Linked DNA regions of Mus musculus: region 2 is linked to region 1. A link is a contact called in public promoter capture Hi-C data. All regions are on one chromosome and are shown on one strand. The core of a region is the stretch at or near the end of the contact, and the rest is flanking DNA. Distances in the headings are between cores, read along the strand shown.

Evidence for each region. Promoter capture Hi-C pulls out the DNA fragments that hold promoters and counts their contacts.
Region 2: a promoter capture Hi-C map of hippocampal neurons shows a contact between it and region 1, with 2.9 times the contacts expected there. The contact joins the promoter of Gga1 here to the promoter of Ncf4 in region 1. A contact is called at or near these places in 1 of 39 promoter capture datasets (hippocampal neurons), 1 of 115 datasets of contacts at active chromatin or transcription factors (bone marrow-derived macrophages) and 2 of 9 other capture datasets (liver and macrophages).

Annotation. Positions count from the first base shown.
Region 1 is chr15:78,243,414-78,246,872 of GRCm38.p6, reverse strand. It overlaps Ncf4 (neutrophil cytosolic factor 4), which reads right to left and starts at 2,062. Exons shown (of 10, transcript NM_008677.2): 1 at 1,786-2,062. The coding sequence starts at 1,817.
Region 2 is chr15:78,875,897-78,879,838 of GRCm38.p6, reverse strand. Gga1 (golgi associated, gamma adaptin ear containing, ARF binding protein 1) reads right to left here and starts at 2,649. Exons shown (of 17, transcript NM_145929.2): 1 at 2,222-2,649. The coding sequence starts at 2,264.

The sequences.
Region 1 (3,459 bases), core at 813-3,312:
CTCTCTGAAAATGGAGACAATCATCAAATCCCTGCCACCCCATAAGAGCACACTGCATCCCCTAAGCACCCAGAGCGGCGCCAGGCGCCTAGAAGGTCCTGAGCGGCTACTTCCACTTGTCCCAGTGTGAGCCGTCTGCAGCTGAGCTGCCAAGGAGGCTGTGGTGTGGGGAGAGGGAAGGGGACTGGGAAGATAGCTGTCCCCCTCGGACCCCACACGGGTTTTGTTGGGTGGATACCAGGCTCCGTGCACACGGGAGCTACACATGGAGGTCCGCTTGGGGACCTGATCTAGGGGAGTCCTGAAAACTGCAGGTGTGTGGTACCTCAATCACAGTGGGAGCTGGAATGACATGTGGCCATGGGAGCTAAACTCTGCAGCTGCCCTGGAAGAGACACTATATATGATATCTCCTCGTCTGTATCTCTGCCGGACTGGTTCTCAAAGAGGACGCTGGAGATACTGGGTCTGATGGCCCTAGGACCTGGGTCCATGGTCCTATCAGGGGCAGAGGAGGAGAGCCACCCCCCTCAGAGGGCGGGGGAACAGCTGTGGAAAGGGCAGAGTGGGCGGAGGAAACACTGAGCCCTGATAGTCCTTACAGGCACCATCTGAACTCTGCACCCCAAGAAACAAGAAGGGACCCAAGCTTCTAGTGGCTACAGTTTCTAGAAGATTCAAGTTTGCATGTCTGTCAGTCTCCTAGGAGAACTTGGGGGTGAGAAAGGCTGGAGTCATATTATGCAGCCTTACTTAGCACCCCAGTAACACTCTCTATAGCTATGGAAGGACCCCCACCCAACACTAACTCTTGTTACAGACAAACCTCCTCTGACCTTTGACCTACAGGAATCCCATCCCCTTTTCCAGATCCCACGAGTGCTTTGCTCACACCTGGGTCTTGTCAGTCAGACCTGTTCTGGTGACTCTCAAGCAGTTCACATGGACACTTGGCTTCCTAACGTTGCTTTCTGCTTGATCCAGGGGACGGTTCTGTCATTTGGGTCTCCACATGCAGATGGGAACACAGGGCTGTCTCCATAAGAGACACTGAGCAAGTGCTGACTGAATGAGGTGGCCGGGCTTGGGGCCATCAGGTCTCCTTGTCCCTACCTGTATAATGTCAGCATTGTCCAAGATAGATCTGGGTCATTTTTGAGCTCTTAGCAGATGTAGTGAGCTCTCAGTGTGTCCCAGGGCTGTTCGGCCTCCCAGAGACACAACTGTGATCCAAAAAACTAAAACACCCTCAGAGCAGGCAGAGCAAAGACCCGGCCCCCAACATTGTGCCAAGCATCTAAGACCTGTTCAGGACAAGGAAGTGGAGTGAGGGGTCAGACGGCAGAGCCTGGGCTATCTGAACCTAAAGATAGGAAAACGCAGAGGCCAGTTTCAGTCTGAAGGGCAGATGGAAGAGCCGCTCCTGATTGCAGTGTGGAACCAGGAACCCAGAACCCAAGCCTAGCACCCAGGACACCTCTGCTCCCAGGCTCTGCCACCCACTCACCCTGTGGTCCTTGGCCACATCCAAGCCACTCCCCATTCTGAGCCTTAGGCTTCTTACTGGTGCATAACACTGCCGACCTACTAAGTCAAGGTTCTAGAAACATCTGCTGGAGCATGCAGCTCCTGCAGTATCATTCAGCAAGACCTTCAAATTTGACTCTGTGCTGATCCACTGATATCAGGTGACAGGAGGGACAGCCTCTTACTTCCCCATACCCACCCCCCAGGCCTATTGGGATCATTGAGAAAGCCTGGCAGGGAATAGAGGCACACTCTCACCTCTCTGATCGCAGCTGCTGGGCCAGGGCCATGGCTGTGGGTAGTCAGAAAAGCAGATGGATGGGGGCCTTGCCCAACCAGATCCAGGCCGAGTTCACCTCTCACTTCCTCCTATGTGCATCTGAGAGCTTCCTGAAGCTTGGGGTGTCCCCAGGGGCAGCCTTTGAGGAGGTCCCGCCCTGCCCAGCTTCTCTGGACCCTCCTTGAAGTACCTCCTTCAGGCTTTGAGCTGCCTGGCCCTCACACGTCTTCTCAGCCACTTCCCAGCTGCACAGCAGTTGAGGAAGTGGCACCCTTGGGTGCTGGGCTTGCGTGAGGCCACTGGCTTTGGGGATTTCCTCAGTGCCTGTCTCTGGTGCTGAGCTCCACCCACCATAGAGCAGTTTTAGCCCTGGGTAGTCCATCAAGGACACTTGTGGACTTCCTCCTCAGGCTTCTTCCTGAATCCCTTTCTCAAGCATCCAAGACCTGCCATTCATTCCTAAGGTCTGGTGGAGATAGTGCTTTTTCCAGGAAGCTCTCCTGGTCCCCCTCCCTCTTATACTAGGAAGTCATTGTTTTATGCCCCATCTGGGGCTCTGGGCTCTGAGATACCACATTCAGCTCTCCCAGAGCTTCCATCCACACAGAGGCTCTCCTTACAATCTGCCTCCACCTCCCTACTCAGCTCTCAGAAAAGCCCCAAGCCCCCGCTGCTGGCTTCAGAATCCCCAAGGCCCCGTGGGCTGCCTGCTCTCCCAATCTCTCTTCCCTCATTGCCACCACATTCCCAATGCTCCTCTCCTATCTCCTGTAGGTCTCAGCTCAGAAGCTGCCCTCTAAGAAACAAACCTGTCCTCACCAGACCCTCCCTGCCACTCTCCGGGCTTTTCCTGCGGCAAGCTCTCACCAGCGGGGTTCCCTACCCCAGTGTGTTCCAAACGTGTGTTTGTGTGTTAGGCTTCTTCCAGGCCAGCACTACGCTGCGGACACCCAGATTATGTGAGCAGAAGGAGGAAGTTCTTCGTCAGCTCCTTCTAATGCTTGGTTCTGTAGGGAGCTCTCCAAAGCCTACAGTGAGGATGGGCCCAGCAGCCCAGAGAATGTCCCCCAACCCCCAGCTCCACTTGATGGTATGCTAAGACAGAAGGAGAGATGGCAGCCTGCCCAGCCTGCCTGAATCAGGCTCCTATCTCCCCAACTTTGGAACGTGGCTGTGGGGACAGGGCTTTCCCCCTGAGGAATCTGGAACGGCCTATGTTTCTCACCTTAAATGGGGCTGGATTGGAAGCAGTCTCAGACTCCTCAGGATCTGGCTCCAAGAATATAGAATGTTTTAGGATCCTTACTTTAAAATGTCCCCCCTCCATCCTGTCACCCTGAAGGGATCTTCTGGCCCTGACCCAGCCCAGAGAGGATGAACCTAGAGCTCCCAGGATAGAGTCTGCCCAGTGAGAACTGCCCTCCCCGTGGCCAGGCAGGGCATGGGCTCCTGGGGAGACAGAAACGAGGATGAAGAAAGTCACAGGAGGGGACAGGAAAGTGGGAGAGGGACACTCCACCAGTGACTGCATGTTCATCAAGGCCTTTGCACTGCACAGATAGATCAGGGTGGTAGAGGAACGTAGAATGGACGGTCTGACCTACTCCCAGCACACAGAAGTACCGCAGTTCACAGAGTTAGCTCTTTTAAGC
Region 2 (3,942 bases), core at 1,400-3,899, 630 kb before region 1:
GCTCTTCTTTCCTGAAACTCACTGGCGCAAACAGAGCATCTCTGAGTACTCAGATTAGCGATCTCAGAAGCGCTATGAAGACGGGCAGAGCAGGGGAGGGAGCAGGGGAGGGATGGAAGGAGCTGGGGCAGGCTGCTCTCTCCCGGGGGCTCAGAGGCAAGATGGATGGCCAGAGGCTGAAGCAGCATTCTTTCTGGTACCAATCTATCCCAGGAACCTTGTGGGTGACCCTCCAGTCCTTGAGAGGAACAGATGTCACCAGTGAGGCCCCCAGGGACACCAGCAACATCTCTTCTTCCTTAGGTCAGGCTGCACATTTCCCGACCTCCCAGTCCCCCACAATGGCTAAGGGACTGAACACTGGGAAGAGAGCCTGCAATCTGGAGGCAAGGAGAAGGTTCGGGGTACTGGCCTCTCAGTGACAGCTGAGAAAAAGGGCTAGAACAGGAAGTCCTCGAAGTGTCAAAGGCACGTGAGCCCCAGCAAGGGTGGAGCCAAGCAATCCGAGTCAGGAGCCAGGGAAGAGGAAACTCTGGCCAGGATCAGTTTCTCCCCAGCATTGAGCAAACGGAAGATCTTAGAACTGGAAGAGACATGACCCCACCCCTTTCCCCAACCTCCACAGTGCGTGTGCGTGTGTGTGTGTGTGTGGGGGGGGGGGCTCATCTCCCCTGGCAAGTGGCAGAGGAAAGTACTTGAGGGAGAGAGGTATTTCACAACTGGGCATGACTCTTCAGATGCTGTCCTGGCTAGTTTTGTGTCAACTTGACACAGCTGGAGTTATCACAGAGAAAGCAGCTTCAGTTGGGGAAGTGCCTCCATGAGATCCAGCTGTAAGGCATTTTCTCAATTAGTGATCAAGGGGGAAAGGCCCATTGTGGGTGGGACCATCTCTGGGCTGGTAGTCTTGGTTCTATAAGAGAGCAGGCTGAGCAAGCCAGGGAAAGCAAGCCAGTAAAGAATATCCCTCCATGGCCTCTGTATCAGCTCCTGCTTCCTGACCTGCTTGAGTTCCAGTCCTGACATCCTTTGGTGATTAACAGCAATGTGGAAAATGTAAGCTGAATAAATCCTTTCCTCCCCAACTTGCTTCTTGGTCATGATGTTTGTGCAGGAATAGAAACCCTGACTAAGACAGATGGGGAAAATATCTATGGTCCTCTTTTACCTCTGACCTCCTGAGACCCGTGCAGTACTGTATCTCATGCAGTCCATGGTCACTGTCTCCTTCTAACCACCAATCAACCCCACTGCCAGGCTGACTCTCCTCCGCCCCCCCCCCCCCCCCCAGATCGGTGAGCTCTGGGAATCAACCTTCCAGTTCAACTTCCTTCGAGGCTGGCTTCAAAGATGCTGACCATGTCGGCCCACACCACCCTGCACAGATCCTTGCTATATCTCAGACCAGGAGGTTGAGCTTGAGGATAGACCGGAAGGCTTCTCTGGGTCACATCCCTGAAAGGCCTTGGGACAGACCTGTCACTAAATGGACCAGAAGAGCCAACCTGCAGCTCCCAGGGGCAGAGTTCAGGAATGGGGTTGGCAAGGCCAAGGATCTTCAACAAGCAGTGTGGGACAGGGAGAACAGAGGATGGGGCTTGGAAGCCAGAGTTGGAGGAAGCTGTTTCGAAGGAGACAGGAAACAAGGACAGAGGCCTGGGGAGGAGGCTCAGCAGGGGCTAGGAAAGCAATCTGGGACGCAAAGCAAGGCTGGGCTTGGGTATAACGACAGAGAACTTGATTTCCTTATGGAGTCTTAGACGGGACCCTTTCAAGCACTGGGAGTTTCTCCAGGCGCGGACAGAGCTGGATCAGATGGGCCAGGGGTCCCCCCTTTCCTGGGCTGGGGGACCGAGCAGATCTAAGAAGAGCTGCGGGCACAGGGTTTGAAAGACTCAGGCCCTGAGGAAGTGGGGGGATCCCTCTAGGGGAAGACTCGAGGGTCTGCGCTTTGGTGCAACAGGCAGGGCCTTCGGGGGTCCGGGATAACTCTGCGCCACCGGGTCACCGGGGTGGGTGGGCGGCGCCCGCTCCCGGCCAGGCTGCGCGCAGCTGCCAGGGTCCGAGCGGAGCGACAGACTGGGGCGCCGCCCCTCCGGGTCGGGGGGCGGGGCGTGAGGAGGGGGCGCGCGGACCCCGCCCCGCCGGGAGAGAGAGAGGGGCCAGCCTCGCGCCCCCGGTTCCGGTTCCGGTCCGGCTCGCGCCCCTCCCGGACACTCACTGATTCGTGCCTCCAGAGTCTCCGGCTCCATCGCGGGCTCCATCCGCCACGGGCCCCCGGCCTCGGCGCCGCCCCCCGCCCCCCGGCCGCTCTCGCGGGAACTCCTCGGCTCCGCCCTCGGCCGGTTAAAGGGGCCGCGTCCACCCCGCGGAGTAGGAACGCGGCACCGGGACGCCGGGCACCATCGAGACGCGGGTGGAGCCGCCTAGAGCGTCGCCTCGTCGGCGCCCCTCCCCCTGGCGGCTGGCGGAGTCGCCGGTGGGGCTGGTCGGCGGCCTCGCAGCTCCGGGCGCTCGGGCGGGAGAGGAAGAGGAGAGCCTGGGGGTGGCGGGCGGCACCATAGAAACCCCGCGGGACCGCTCTAACTCAGTTAGCGTCACGCAGAGACCCGTGACCGCTTCCGGGACAACGCTCCGGAGCCATGTTTCTGAAGGGGTTCTGAAGTCACTTCCGGAGCCCTCAGGGGTACTTCCGCTTACGTGGGAAGATGTCAAAGTCCCTTAAAAGGGCAACTGGGCACTGTGGCCGCCGCCAACGCGATGAGGTTAAGCTAACGTTTGTTTAGCTCTTAAAGCCCTAGGCATTGTTCTGAGCAGTTTTTTCCCCTTTGAGACAAGGGCTCACTGTCTTGCTCTGGCAGTCCTGAAGCTCGCTCTGTAGAATAGGCTGGCGTGGAATTCCTGAGATCCGCCTTTTTCCGCCTCCCAAGTGCAGACATTAAAGAAGTGTGCCACCACGCCCAGCAAAGGGCTAAGTCTTTTTTTTTTCTTAACCTATGAATCTACATTCAAACCCGGGAGCCAGGTTATGAGTTTGCCTGAGGTCATTAGGGGTCAGTGCTTGCACCGAGTACTTAATTCTGCATTCAGTTTAGAAACTCCTTGCATTTGGGTTATTCGGTGCCCAGCCCTGGAGAGAAAGACAAGGCCAGATATATATCCTACAAGGTGATGATAACGCCCGCACTTATCAGACAGAGGCAGGAGGTTATCAGTTCAAGGCCAGTGTGGAATATCGTATCTCAAAGCACGTAACACTCTCAAGGTGATGGGGAAGCCAGAGAGGTGGTGGCAAAATGAGAGGTTATCTTTCCCCAAACTGGAATGGTGACGACGTCAGGCTCTTTTTTTGAGGTGGTTTAGGAGGAGGCAAAATGTGAGGTACTTTCACCCGCTTTTTCCACCCTCTGCGGTCGCCTTGGCTAATTCTCAGGAATGCCAGTTCGCTCTCTGTAGCCTCTGGCGGCCGTCGGGGGAACTGGCTACTGTGCCCTCTCCAGCGAGCCTGTGCCAGGAAGAGTTAAAGAGCATCTGAGACCAAGGAACCGGCGAATCCAGTTCCGCATGCCTGTGGCCTTGGAGGGATCAGTATTCACCTTGCAGAACCAGTTACCTCATTTCAGTCGGGTTTTCTTCTGAACCCAACTCTCAGTGAGACGTTTAATTCTCTCCTGCAACCTATAAGATACGGGAGAGGGTAACAAGATGGGCTCCGCCTGCTTTGTTTTCTTTATTTTTAAAATTGTTAATGAAATAAAACCCAACTGCAGGCCGGGCAGTGGTGGCGCACGCCACCTAGCACTTGAGAGGAAGAGGCAGGTGAATCTCCGAGTTCAAAGTCAGCCTGGTCTACGGAGCGAGTTCCAGGACCCAGGGCTACACAGAACAAAACCCAAAACAAAAACCCAAACTGCATTTGCCAAATTGATTTAAAGTCAGATC